Linked DNA regions of Sus scrofa: region 1 is linked to region 2. Evidence: chromatin contacts called from public promoter capture Hi-C data. All regions are on one chromosome and are shown on one strand. The core of a region is the stretch at or near the end of the contact, and the rest is flanking DNA. Distances in the headings are between cores, read along the strand shown.

Region 1 (6,232 bases), core at 2,004-4,503, 35 kb after region 2:
TTCAACAAGCAAACCTGCAAGTTCAAAGAGAGAATGAGTAATTCCTCTACAGAACATACTGTTTTCAAAAATAAACAAAATCTGGGGAGTCATTTACTAAAATTACATCTTATCATAGTCAAAATATGGAGATTAGACTTAAAACAGGACCATGAAGGGCTACATGAGAAATCTAAGGTGGAAACCAGCTGTCTTACAATTTAGGTTCAATAGTATCACTCACATGAGTGATTTCTTCTTTTTCAAAAACCTACAGGAGTTCCCATTTTGGCACAGCGGAGATGAATCCAACTAGTAACTATGAGGTTTCGGGTTCCTTCCCTAGCCTTGATCAGTGGATTGGAATCCAGCGTGAGCTGTGGTGTAGGTCACAGAGGTGGCTTGGGTCAGAGCTGCTGTGGCTGTGGCCAGCAGCTACAGCTCCAATTCGACCCCTAGGCCTGGGAACCTCCATATGCCACAGGTGCGGCCCCAAAAAGAAAAAAGGAGGGGAAAAAAAAAAAAAACCTACACAATTTCTATCAATCTATAGCTTAAATAATTTTAGACTCGATGGTTATCAACTTTTAATTTTTTAATTAGTTTACTATAAGCTGCAACTTCAAACACCTTTTTAAAATACTTAGATTTGGGAGACAGCATGTGTACGAATAAAATTTAAAGCTTATTCACAGTAATTTTGCAAATCAGACATTAACTAACTGCTGTCTTTCAAGAACACTTTAAAATGGTAAAACCTGAAAATGCCACAGACTCAAGAAGGTATGAAGTTTACATAAACCATAGAAAGAAAAAGGAAGACTACATGCCTGCCAAAGAAGATTAATATGGAAAAAAGTCATTAATTGGTAATTCCAATATTTGGATGGGGCAGACACATTAAGAGTGATCAATTATTCATGCCATCATTTGTAAAGCTAGATACAAAAATCTAAGAATTATCAAACTTCCAAGTCACTTATTTCACTATCCATATACATATCCCCCATTCAGTTATACCGCACTTGATGAGTTCATAAAAGTTGACCTTGTGACTATTACATTTTTAATCAAGGAAATCTAATTATCCCAAATTCAAGTGCAAAACAAGAATGGCAAACCTGAGTAATATAACATTTAATATGAACGAATAATTTCAAATCATAATTTCTATTCCCTGCACAAATGCACAAAATTAAATACTTTCCTTGTTCCATTTTCTTTCAATCATTATTTCTGGGGGTAAGGGGGAGAAATGCTCCCCTAATATAGTAAACATAGGAAAATGTTTATAGCATTATTCTACCTTTCTTCTCCCTCTGAAACTTGCAGCCATCACAAAAGACTAAGACAATGAAAAACAGCAATTTATTTACAATAAATCTTAAGTAAAATATTACATACTACATTTCAAATACAACGCACTACAACTCCACGAACAGAACAGGCTGGAAATTCATTTATCACAGTTCAAAGTTCTCCCACTGACTTCAGAGCCTTTTTTAAACTGTCAATTTTCAATTACTTTTAAAGCTTAAATAATATGCTTGCATTCCTAAAATAATTGTCATTTTCATAAATGAAGTCTGACAAACTATGAGAGAGTAAACATTTTGAATTAATCTTTGTGAGTGAATCATCAACATTTGTTTTATGGATTTTGAAGCAGGAATAAGAGGAAAGTGAAAAAAGAACCAAATGTGCATACCCTCAATCTTCAAATACCTTGAAATATTACGGAATTTTGCTTTGGAAAACTTTCAAGTAAAACCTCCCAACTTCTCTAGAAAACAATCTAATAAACCAACAGATTTCAATGTTACAAGTTAGAGGGGCGCCTTATAGCATTATTCAGGTGCAAAAAGCTTAGCGGTGATGTAGAGACTACTCATAGTACTATGGGGAAGACGTTGCTTACATCACTCGACTAACAAGTCCCTTCTCCCTCAGCAGAGCAAAAATCGGACCCTAAAAAGCAATTTTTAAAAAGCCCGTTTTCCCTAAGAATTTTTTAAAACACCTTCGTAATTACTCTTTAACAAGGCGACCCTAAAATTAAGCGTCATTATGTTCACTTACTGAAAATGTGTTAGCACTTTAAAAGAATTTAGTTTCTAATTTATTTTCCATTAAATCTTCACCAGCTGGACAAAAATTACGTGGTCTGAAAATCAAAGAGAGTAAACCAAAGAGCGTGGCTAAAAGAAACATTCATGATAAACTCAATTTTCAGGAACATTAATAGGAAAAAAACAAAAAACAAAAACAAAAACAAAAAAACGTGAAGCAGAATCCAGAGCGAAGCAAAGTTTAGCGAAGAGAGCGCAGAGGACTCCGGACTCTACTAAAACCTTGGGTGTTCGCTCGCCTGCCACTGTACTGGGGCTGGTCACTTCCTGCACCGGCCGGCTCCGGGCGACCGCTCGCTCACATACCAAAGGAGGGTGAAAAGTGTGTACACGGGGCAGAAAGAGGGAGGAGGAAGGCTAAACTGCTGCCCACACCCGGGGAAGAGCAGAATCAGATCGCATTCTCAGAATGGGCCGCGCCAATATCTTCCGGGCTCTGCGAGATTCGACAGTTCGCTAACCTCACATCTCCGCCCAATTCCGTCGGGCTTTCAGTAGGATCGAGAGAAAACTAAACCCAGGAGGAAACCTTGCCCGCGGCCCCTTTCCAGCCTCCCCGACAGATGGGGCGACCGCCCATCCTTCGCCCCATTGTTCCCCCTTAAGAATTCTTCCCGACCCCCACCCCTCCCCCACTACAGCAGACGGGGAGAAAAAAACAGGCCCCAAGGCCGCCCAGAGCGTAGAGACCCGGCCGCCCCACCGAGGCCTGGCCTCATCCCTCAGGCCCTAACTCACCCATCAAAATGCGCATCTGCTTCTTGCCGAAGAGGCGGGAGAAGAGGGAGGAGATGGTGAGGCCCATGGCGGTAATGGCACTTGCAATGGGCAGGAGCAGAAGGGGCTTGGGGCGTCCCCGGGCCTTCTCCTTTCACGCTCCTGGCAAAGTCAGAGGGCGAAGAGGAGCTAAGGCAGAAAGAGCGCGGCAGGGACAGCTCGCTAGCCGGCGTGTCGGACGAAGCCCCGGGACAGAAATTAGCGGGGCAAGGACCTGCTCGACGACTGGCGGGGCAGCTCCGGCTCTGGCGTTAAATCTTCGCCTGTGCCACGTCACGCGGCAGCCGCGGCGACTTCGGCAGCGGCCCGGCCCCTCCAACGCGGACAGAATCGCGTCACCGCCGCCCCATCCCCCTGCGCTTCCGGTGCTACCCGAACCACTGCGCCTGCGCACGAAAGGGATTGGCCGTCTTCGCTGACGTGCGCCTCTGGCCAGCGTCAGCCCCCGGACGTGGCTCCTGGATCTAGGCGAGGCCTGTGAGCCACTGTGTACTGGGCGACAAATACAATCCCACAATGCCTCGCTTCGTCACTTCCAATCAGACTCGAGGAGAGACGTTTCTGTTTAGAGAAATGCATCCTGGAAGTTGTATTCCTTGATTCCGGAAAGGCGAGCTGTGCATTGTGGGTTAGGTAGTAAGCCTCCGTTCTTTTCGCCCTTTGGGCGTCTTTTTCTACGCAACGCGCTAAAGATTTCCTGGTGCCACGGAGGTACATATTTCACCCACGGGACCAGACACTTGCCCTAATGGAGGAGTGAAGACAGGCCCAGTTTTCCCAGAAGATAAGTTGTTAAAAGCCTGCCGCCAGGTCCCACTGACGCTACCTAATCCTAATCCTATGTCTAGAGGAGAGCTCCGAGACTTTTTTGTAGACTATTGCAGCTTTTAAAGAGGAGCCAATTTGAAGGGCTTGCTTTTTTTTTTTTTAATCTTTCCTAGAACAAGCATGGAAGATTTATCCCTTATGTTGAGGAAGTGGAAAGACTCCTCAGTTCAAAAATATTTATGATCTTAGAAGTTCCCATTGTGGCTCAGCTGTAACGAGCTCAGGTAGTATCCATGAGGATGTAGGTTGGATCCCTGGCCTTGCTCAGTGGTCTGGCGTTGCCATGAGCTGCAGCGTTCGTTGCTGTGGCTGTGGCTGAGGCTCGCGGCTGCAGCTCCCATTTCCACCCCTAGCCTGGGAAGTTGCATATGCTGTGCGTGCAGCCCTCCAAATAAAAAAAAAGAAAAAAAAAAAAGATCTTAATGTTTTCCAAAGTAAGGTATACAATTTGCAAAAAAAGATGTATAAAAGAGCAACCTCCCCACCTCCTATGGGTTTCTTCTATACTGTTGGTGCCGTTTAGTATTAAGTCATGCTCCCTATCTTTTTTTTTATCATTATTATTATTATTTTGTAATTTTTTGGCTGGCCTAAGCAGGCATATGGAGTTACCAGGCCAGGGATCAGATCCCATTGTGCCACAGTGGGACCTCCTCACCAACCATTTAGATCTGGTTAGAGTTTAACTGCGTTGGAAAATACATTCTTGAGCTTCCAACTAGATAAATTACTCAGGCTTTAAAAAATCATAACCACTCTTCATAGTTAGGATTTCGCATTCAATATTACTGTTGACAACCCTCTTCCCTTTACCCCCTTGTGTGAAAACGGTAAACGGGCCAAACTCTAGTTTGTTTTTCTGTGTTGTTTGCAATGGACTTGGCACACCATGACTCTCAAATATGGTTGAATGATGGTGGGATAGATAAACAAACTGTAGTATCTCCATACTGTGCAGTATTCTCAGGAGTTTAGGATGATGTAGAACTGTAAATCTAATGAAAAGATCGCTAAGATACATTTACTGAAAAAGGCCAAATAATGACTAAGTACTGTAAGGAAAGGTAAAAATGTAGATTTTCCGTGTGTGTGTGTGTGTGTGTGTGTGTGTGTGTGTGTAAATGCAGAACAAGAGCTTTGAAGGAGAGTCTGTAATAATGATAGTGGTGTAACTGTCTAGCCTATGTGGAGGGAGGAGGGCACCTTCCCAGAGAGTGAGGGAACCTAGTTTGGAAGTGGTAGTCAAAAGACAGCTTTATTTTGGAGTTCCTGCTGTGGTGCAGTGGGTTAAGAATCTGACTGTAGCAGCTCAGGTCACTGCATAGTTCCACAGCTATGGCTCAGATTTAATCCTTGTCCCAAAAAATTCCATATGCCTCCTGTGCAGCTATTAAAAAAGAGGGAAAAAAAGGCTTTATCTATTTATCTAACTTTTAAAAATCTGTTTTATTGAGATATAATTGATATGCAATAAAATTCATGAATTTTAAGTGTACAGTTTTATGAATTTAACAAATGTACAGTGTAGGCAACACCATAATCATATTAGTCATTTCTATTACTGCAAAAAGTTCTCTCATACTGCTTTTTAGTCATCCTCTTCCTTCACTTCAAGCCCTTGGCCAACCACTAATGTGTTGTCTCTATAGATTTGCCCTTTCCAATATTTCTTGTAAATGGAATCATACAGTATGTAGTCTGTATTTCATGTGTGGCCTCTTTCCCCTAGTAAAATGCTTTTGAGATTCATCCATGTTATAGCATGTACCAATACTTTTTTCTTTTCATTGTCAAGTAATATTCCATTGCATGGATATACCACTTTTTTATCCTTTCCTCAATTGATGGCCCTTTTTGGGTTATTTGAAGTTTTGAGCTTTTATTAATAAAACTGTTCATACATTTGAGAACATGTGTGGGTGTGGCTATATTTATTTTTATAAGATGAATATATTTATACACTACTTATTTATTTATTTATTTATTTATTTATTTATTTATTTGTCTTTTTGCCATTTCTTGGGCTGCTCCCGCAGCATATGGAGGTTCCCAGGCTAGGGGTCTAATCGGAGCTGTAGCTGCCAGCCTACGCCAGAGCCACAGCAACGTGGAATCTGAGCCACGTCTGCGACCTACACCACAGCTCACGGCAACGCCAGATCATTAACCCACTGAGCAAGGGCAGGGACCGAACCCACAACCTCATGGTTCCTAGTCGGGTTTGTTAACCACTGTGCCACGACGGGAACTCCATACACTACTTATGTAATTTAAAAAATGATCTTTGAATTTGATAAGTTCACCACTGTTTTTGGAGTTCCTGTTGTGGCTCCATGGGTTAAGTACCCAACTAGTATCCATGAGGATACAGGTTTAATTCGTGGCCTTGCTCAGTGGGTTAAGGATCCAGTGTTACCGTGAGCTGTGGTTAGATCACACACATGGCTGGGATCTGGCATTGCTGTGGCGGTGGCAGTTGCAGCTCCGATTGGACCCCCTAGCCTGGGAACTTCCATATG
Region 2 (6,431 bases), core at 2,951-5,450:
GGTTAAGGATTCAGCATTGCCGCAAGCTGTGGTGTAAGTCACAGACGTGGCTCGGATCCTACCTTGCTATAGCTGTGGTATAGGTGAGCAGCTGTGGGTCTGATTTTACCCCTAGCCTGGGAACTTCCATGTGCTGCAGGTATGGCCCTAAAAAGCAAACAAACAAACAAACACAAAACCAAAAGAAAATGTAACTATTGACATAATGAATGTTTAACTGATAGTGGTAATTCTTTTGGCAATGTAAACATAAATCATTATGTTGTACCCCTTGGACTAATATAATGTTATATATCAATTATTTCTCCTTAAAAGTGGAAAAAATAATTTAAAAAGAAACACATAAATAGATGAGATTGGTCCCTTAAAAAAGCAAATGGAAGTTATTAAATTATGAATATATGAGAAAGTAGGTTACCTTGAAGAGCTATCACCAGGTATTACTCAAAATTTCAGTTATTTCAACTATCACTCAGTTTCATGTTAACCTTAAGTTAAAAAAGATACAGCTATATTAATGATCTAAGCCAATGTTATTAACCACGTTAGGATAATTACAAGAAACTAGTCGTCACATACTAATTTCTGCAGATACATGTATAAATAATAAGAATAATTCCATTAACCATAACTTCTGATTAGTAAACTTCAGCTGTGTTTCTTGGTATGAATTGAGAGTGGATGAAAAAAAATGATTTCTTCAAAGAAGATGTAAAGAAATGGAAAGATATCCCATGTTCCTGGATTGGAAAAATCAATATTGTGAAAATGGCCATCCTACCCAAAGCAATCTACAGATTCAATGCAATCCCTATCAAATTACCCATGACATTGTTCACAGAACTAGAACAAACAATCCAAACATTTATATGGAACAACAAAAGACCCAGAATCACCAAAGCAATCCTGAGAAACAAAAACCAAGCAGGAGGCATAACTCTCCCAGACTTCAAGAAATACTACAAAGCCACGGTCATCAAAACAGTGTGGTACTGGTATCAAAACAGACAGACAGACCAATGGAACAGAATAGAGAATCCGGAAATAAACCCTGACACCTATGGTCAATTAATCTTTGACAAGGGAGGCAAGAACATAAAATGGGAAAAGGAAAGTCTATTCAGCAAGCATTGCTGGGAAACCTGGACAGCTGCATGCAAAGCAATGAAACTAGAACACACCCTCACACCATGCACAAAAATAAACTCCAAATGGCTGAAAGACTTAAATATACGACAGGACACCATCAAACTCCTAGAAGAAAACATAGGCAAAACACTCTCTGACATCAACATCATGAATATTTTCTCAGGTCAGTCTCCCAAAGCAATAGAAATTAGAGCAAAAATAAACCCATGGGACCTCATCAAACTGAAAAGCTTTTGCACAGCAAAGGAAACCCAAAAGAAAACAAAAAGACAACTTACAGAATGGGAGAAAATAGTTTCAAATGAGGCAACTGACAAGGGCTTAATCTCTAGAATATATAAGCAACTTATACAACCCAACAGCAAAAAAACCAATCAATCAATGGAAAAATGGGCAAAAGACCTGAATAGACATTTCTCCAAAGAAGATATACAGATGGCCAGCAAACACATGAAAAAATGCTCAACATCGCTGGTTATAAGAGAAATGCAAATCAAAACTACCATGAAATATCACCTCACACCAGTCAGAATGGCCATCATTAATAAATCCACAAATAACAAGTGCTGGAGGGGCTGTGGAGAAAAGGGAACCCTCCTGCACTGCTGGTGGGAATGTAAACTGGTACAGCCACTATGGAGAACAGTTTGGAGATACCTTAGAAATCTATACATAGACCTTCCCTATGACCCTGCAATCCCACTCTTGGGCATCTATCCGGACAAAGCTCTACTTAAAAGAGACACTTGCACCCACATGTTCATTGCAGCACTATTCACAATAACCAGGACATGGAAACAACCCAAATGTCCATCGACAGATGATTGGATTCGGAAGGTGTGGTATAGATACACAATGGAATACTACTCAGCCATAAAAAAGGATGACATAATGCCATTTGCAGCAACATGGATGGAACTAGAGAATCTCATACTGAGTGAAATGAGCCAGAAAGACAAAGGCAAATACCATATGATATCACTTATAACTGGAATCTAATATCCAGCACAAATGAACATCTCCTCAGAAAAGAAAATCATGGACTTGGAGAAGAGACTTGTGGCTGCCTGATGGGAGGGGGAGGGAGTAGGAGGGATCGGGAGCTTGGGCTTATCAGACACAACCTAGAATAGATTTACAAGGAGATCCCGCTGAATAGCATTGAGAACTATTTCTAGATACTCATGTTGCAACAGAAGAAAGGGTGGGGGAAAAACTGTAATTGCAATGTATACATGTAAGGATAACCTGACCCCCTTGCTGTACAGTGGGAAAATAAAAAAAAATAAAAAAAAAAAGGAAAAAATGATTTCTGTTGGCCACTTCTTTTGTATCAAGGAAAGCGTAGTATTGGTTCAGTCTTCTGATTTCAAATTTTAATTATGTAATTATAATGTATATAATTTATATATATGATTATGCTACAATTTAGCCTCATAAAAATTTGGCTGCAAACACACCATTTATTGTGTATTATTTTCAAGTCTGTTGAGTTCAAGGTAAATTTTCTATGGGAAATTGTGACACTTTGAGAATACTTGCAGATACTTTGTCTTCAAAGAACTGACCAAATATAACGAAAAGAGAAAGATAACTGAACCATGAGTATATTACATTTCTATTTGTATAAAAAGTGGGAGTAAGGGTGTAAATTCATAAATGTTTGTGTATGCATAGGAGTCGGGGATGGGTATGTTTTATTCTTTGAAAAAAAAAATAAAACATCAAAAAAAAAAAAAACCAACAAAACCCTAAAGGAAAGAATGGCACTTCAAGGCATCTGTCTCAAAATTGGGATTAAGACTGCAAGAGTTCAATTACATCAGCTTGCTTAAAGGAAAGTCACATTTTCTAATACAGCTTTTATCATTCTTTAAGTTGAATAATTTAAGATTGAGTTCTGCTTAAGTTGCATGAAGAAAAATGCTGGAGATAAGAAAAACGCCATTTTAAAATACTTGCTAACGTGGATACTATAAACTGGGGAAATGAAACTTGTTTAGGGCACTTAGTTGATATAATGTAGTGACTTTTAACCCTACTAGGTAGCTCTAGATCACATAAATATCACCAGTATTCGGTCACTTTGTCAAATGCTTGCTGTGTGGAGAGGGGGAGGACATGTATATAAATTTCAAATAACAGCAAAATTCATCCTTCCTGTAGAAAAGGCTTATTTTCCTCACTGTAATCCAGAAGAAAATGTGTAGTTTATTTTTAGATACCCAATAAATAAATACTCTAGTTGTAGAAGGAAAGTGGACACAGATCATTTGCCGAGAGAATTCTCAACTTGTTCTGAATCTTAAAGGGTTTTTTCCCCTTCAGTAAATCATAGAATATTAATTATATTCAACACAAAATCTGTTTCTTGAACTACTTTTTTCATGTGGGTTTCAAGGAAGTTACACTTCCCATTTCCTCTTACCCAGTAGCTATCCTGTCACCTGTCATTCATTCAGCAAAGTCTGTTTGACCTAGAGCAGGTAACTTAATCTTTCCGGACCTCACATCTGTAACTGGAACTTACTATTTATCGTTCCTGGTTATTAGCTATCACAAAAACTCTGCTGGGCGCGTCGGCGCTGACTGGGCCTGAGGCAAACCCACACTTCGGAAGAGGGTTAGCAGTGTCGGGAATAGTGAGGAGAGGAACTGAGAAATATTTTCCACGCCCGAACCCGGGCTGGCAGTCCAGGGGGATCTCCTCACGCCCTCGCGCAGGGCAGCTCCAGGCAGCACAAGAAAGGAGGCGGTCAGAGCCCAGATAAGGCGCCAGGATCCTTCGGGGAAACGAAACTCGCTACACCGCCTCAACCACTTGAGCTTGGGCGCGCCTTCTCTTCCGCCTGCTAACTGCACTTTCGATAAACCATTAAGTCTAATATTCCCCTCTGAAGCCTCCATGTTTTTATTTTTCTAGCCTTATAGCTAGAGTTAGATATAAAAATTAAGCTGGGATGGATTGGAGGCAGACGTAGCTGTGGAAGAAAATTAGCAGATTAGCAGGCCTGGCGAAAGTGCGGGGCGAGAGCACCGTGCGCACTCTCCTCGCCGGCCGGAAGTTGAGGAACTGAATGGGTCCTGGAGCCGGTGGCTGCTGCTCCTCTGTCTCTCCCTGACGCTTAGCGGCCGTTCAGCCGCAGGTCTCGTCAGCCGCTAGGCCACCAGGTTCATGTGGAGGCTCCCAGGCGCCCGCGCCGCGCTTCGTGGGGTCCGCACGGCGGTGGAGCGGCACAGTCGAGCTGAGGCGGCGACTGAGACCGCGGCAGGCGTGATGGAGCGCGCTGTAGTGCGCTGTGTGCCCTCGGAGCCTAAGCTTAGCTTGTCCTTCGCTCTGGCCGACGGTAGCCACAAGAATATGCAGCGCGACCAGAGCGAGCCGCTGGGTCGGGCCCTCAGCCGGATCGCTACTAATGCTCTCAAAGGCCACGCTAAGGCGGCCGCGGCCAGGAAGAGCAGGAAGAACCGGCCAAACGCAGGCGGCGGTGGGGCCTGTGCGGGGTCTGGGCCCGAGCCGGCTGCAGCCTGCGAACCCGTAGTGAAGCTGTACTACCGGGAGGAGGCAGTGGCTGAAGACGTGCTCAATGTGGACGCCTGGCAGGACGGTGCGGTGCTGCAGATCGGCGATGTCAAATACAAGGTAGAGCGCAACCCGCCCTCCCTCACCGAGCTGCAGTTGCCGCGCTACATCATGGCCGGCTTCCCGGTGTGCCCCAAGCTCGGCCTCGAATTTGGGGATCCCGCCGGCTCCCTCTTCCGCTGGTACAAGGAAACCAAACCTACAGCGGTGGAGCCTGAGGGCGGAGGCCCCTCGTCATTGTCTCCCTCTTCACCTTCTCCTGGTTGGACCGAGACGGGTGTGAACGAGCGCGTCTACACCCCGTCCAATGCTGACATCGGGCTACGGCTCAAACTTCATTGTACCCCAGGCAATGGGCAGCGCTTCGGACCAAGCCGAGAATTGGAAAGTGTGTGTTCGGTGGAGGCCGGGCCCGGCACGTGCACCTTTGACCACCGGCATCTCTACACGAAGAAGGTGACTGACGACGCCCTCATCCGCACAGTCTCCTACAACCTTCTGGCCGACACATATGCCCAGACTGAGTTCTCACGGACGGTCCTGTACCCGTACTGTGCCCCTTACGCCCTGGAACTCGACTACCGCCAGAACCTTATCCAAAAGGAACTCACGGGCTACAACGCCGACCTCATCTGTTTGCAGGAAGTTGACCGCGACGTGTTTACAGACAGCTTGGTGCCGGCCCTCGAGGCCTTTGGGCTGGAGGGCGTGTTTCGAATCAAGCAGCATGAAGGCCTCGCTACTTTTTACCGAAAGTCCAAGTTCAGCCTCCTTAGCCAGCATGACATTGCTTTCCATGAGGCCCTGCAGTCCGACCCACTTCACAAAGAACTGCTGGAGAAACTGGTTTTATACCCAGCAGCGCAGGAAAAGGTGCTTCAGAGATCTTCTGTCCTTCAGGTAAAGTAACTCTACCAGTCTGCTTACAAACTCATCCATTTTTAGGGCTCATGAAGGGGGCGGGGGTCAGAGGTGCTTATAGTTGAAATAAAACACTACAAGTTTTAGTGAAAGATGTTTGCTCTTGTACCTTAAGCGCATACTTTTTAGCCTTCAATCATACGTTGATTCATTGGGCTAATACCATTGAGTACCTGTAGTGCGCCAGGCGTGCTACAGGTTGCTTTCAACAAACAGTAACTTTTCATAGCGCTTAGGATTTAGTGTATTTAGCTAAATGCAAGAATAATAGAGGCTGACATTTTACTAGTTGCCAAGCACTGTTCTGTCACATTTTAAAGAACTTTATCTGACATGTTTTACTAAATACTTCATAAATTTAAGCTATTATTTTAATTTTGATTCACGGTAATCCTCCTGTTCGCATTTTATGGATGGTATTGTAAAACTGTAGAGAGTTTTTAGGTAGTTGGTTTTGTTCACAGTAAGAATAACTAACCATTTTTCGAGCACCTACTGTATTTGATGCACCTGAGTAAACTCATTTAATTGAATCCACACAATTGTCCTCCTTGAGGTGGATAATATTGTCTCTTTTTTTATTAATTACAAAGCTAGTTTAGGGTGGAAAAAGTATCTTTCTCCAGGTCATACTGTAGTAAGTGCTAGGGTGGGTATTCCAGCCTAATTCAGCCTGACTCCGAAGCCTGCACTTAGCCACTTAAAAAAGTCACCAGCCTTAGCATTGCCATCTAAAGTGTATTCCTTTCATGTCACCTCTATATGTTGGGCTGTTATT

Evidence for each region. Promoter capture Hi-C pulls out the DNA fragments that hold promoters and counts their contacts.
Region 1: a promoter capture Hi-C map of fetal liver shows a contact between it and region 2, with 2.1 times the contacts expected there. The contact joins the promoter of ARF4 here to the promoter of PDE12 in region 2. A contact is called at or near these places in 2 of 5 promoter capture datasets (fetal liver and liver), 10 of 47 Hi-C or Micro-C datasets (blood, embryonic fibroblasts, heart right ventricle and 4 more) and 2 of 2 datasets of contacts at active chromatin or transcription factors (alveolar macrophages and skeletal muscle).

Annotation. Positions count from the first base shown.
Region 1 is chr13:39,426,924-39,433,155 of Sscrofa11.1, forward strand. It overlaps ARF4 (ADP ribosylation factor 4), which reads right to left and starts at 3,254. Exons shown (of 6, transcript NM_001048072.2): 1 at 2,847-3,254. The coding sequence starts at 2,913.
Region 2 is chr13:39,391,317-39,397,747 of Sscrofa11.1, forward strand. It overlaps PDE12 (2',5'-phosphodiesterase 12), which reads left to right and starts at 4,201. Exons shown (of 3, transcript XM_001926462.5): 1 at 4,201-5,632. The coding sequence starts at 4,325. It overlaps DNAH12 (dynein heavy chain 12, axonemal), which reads right to left and starts at 3,950. Exons shown (of 75, transcript XM_021069807.1): 1 at 3,680-3,950.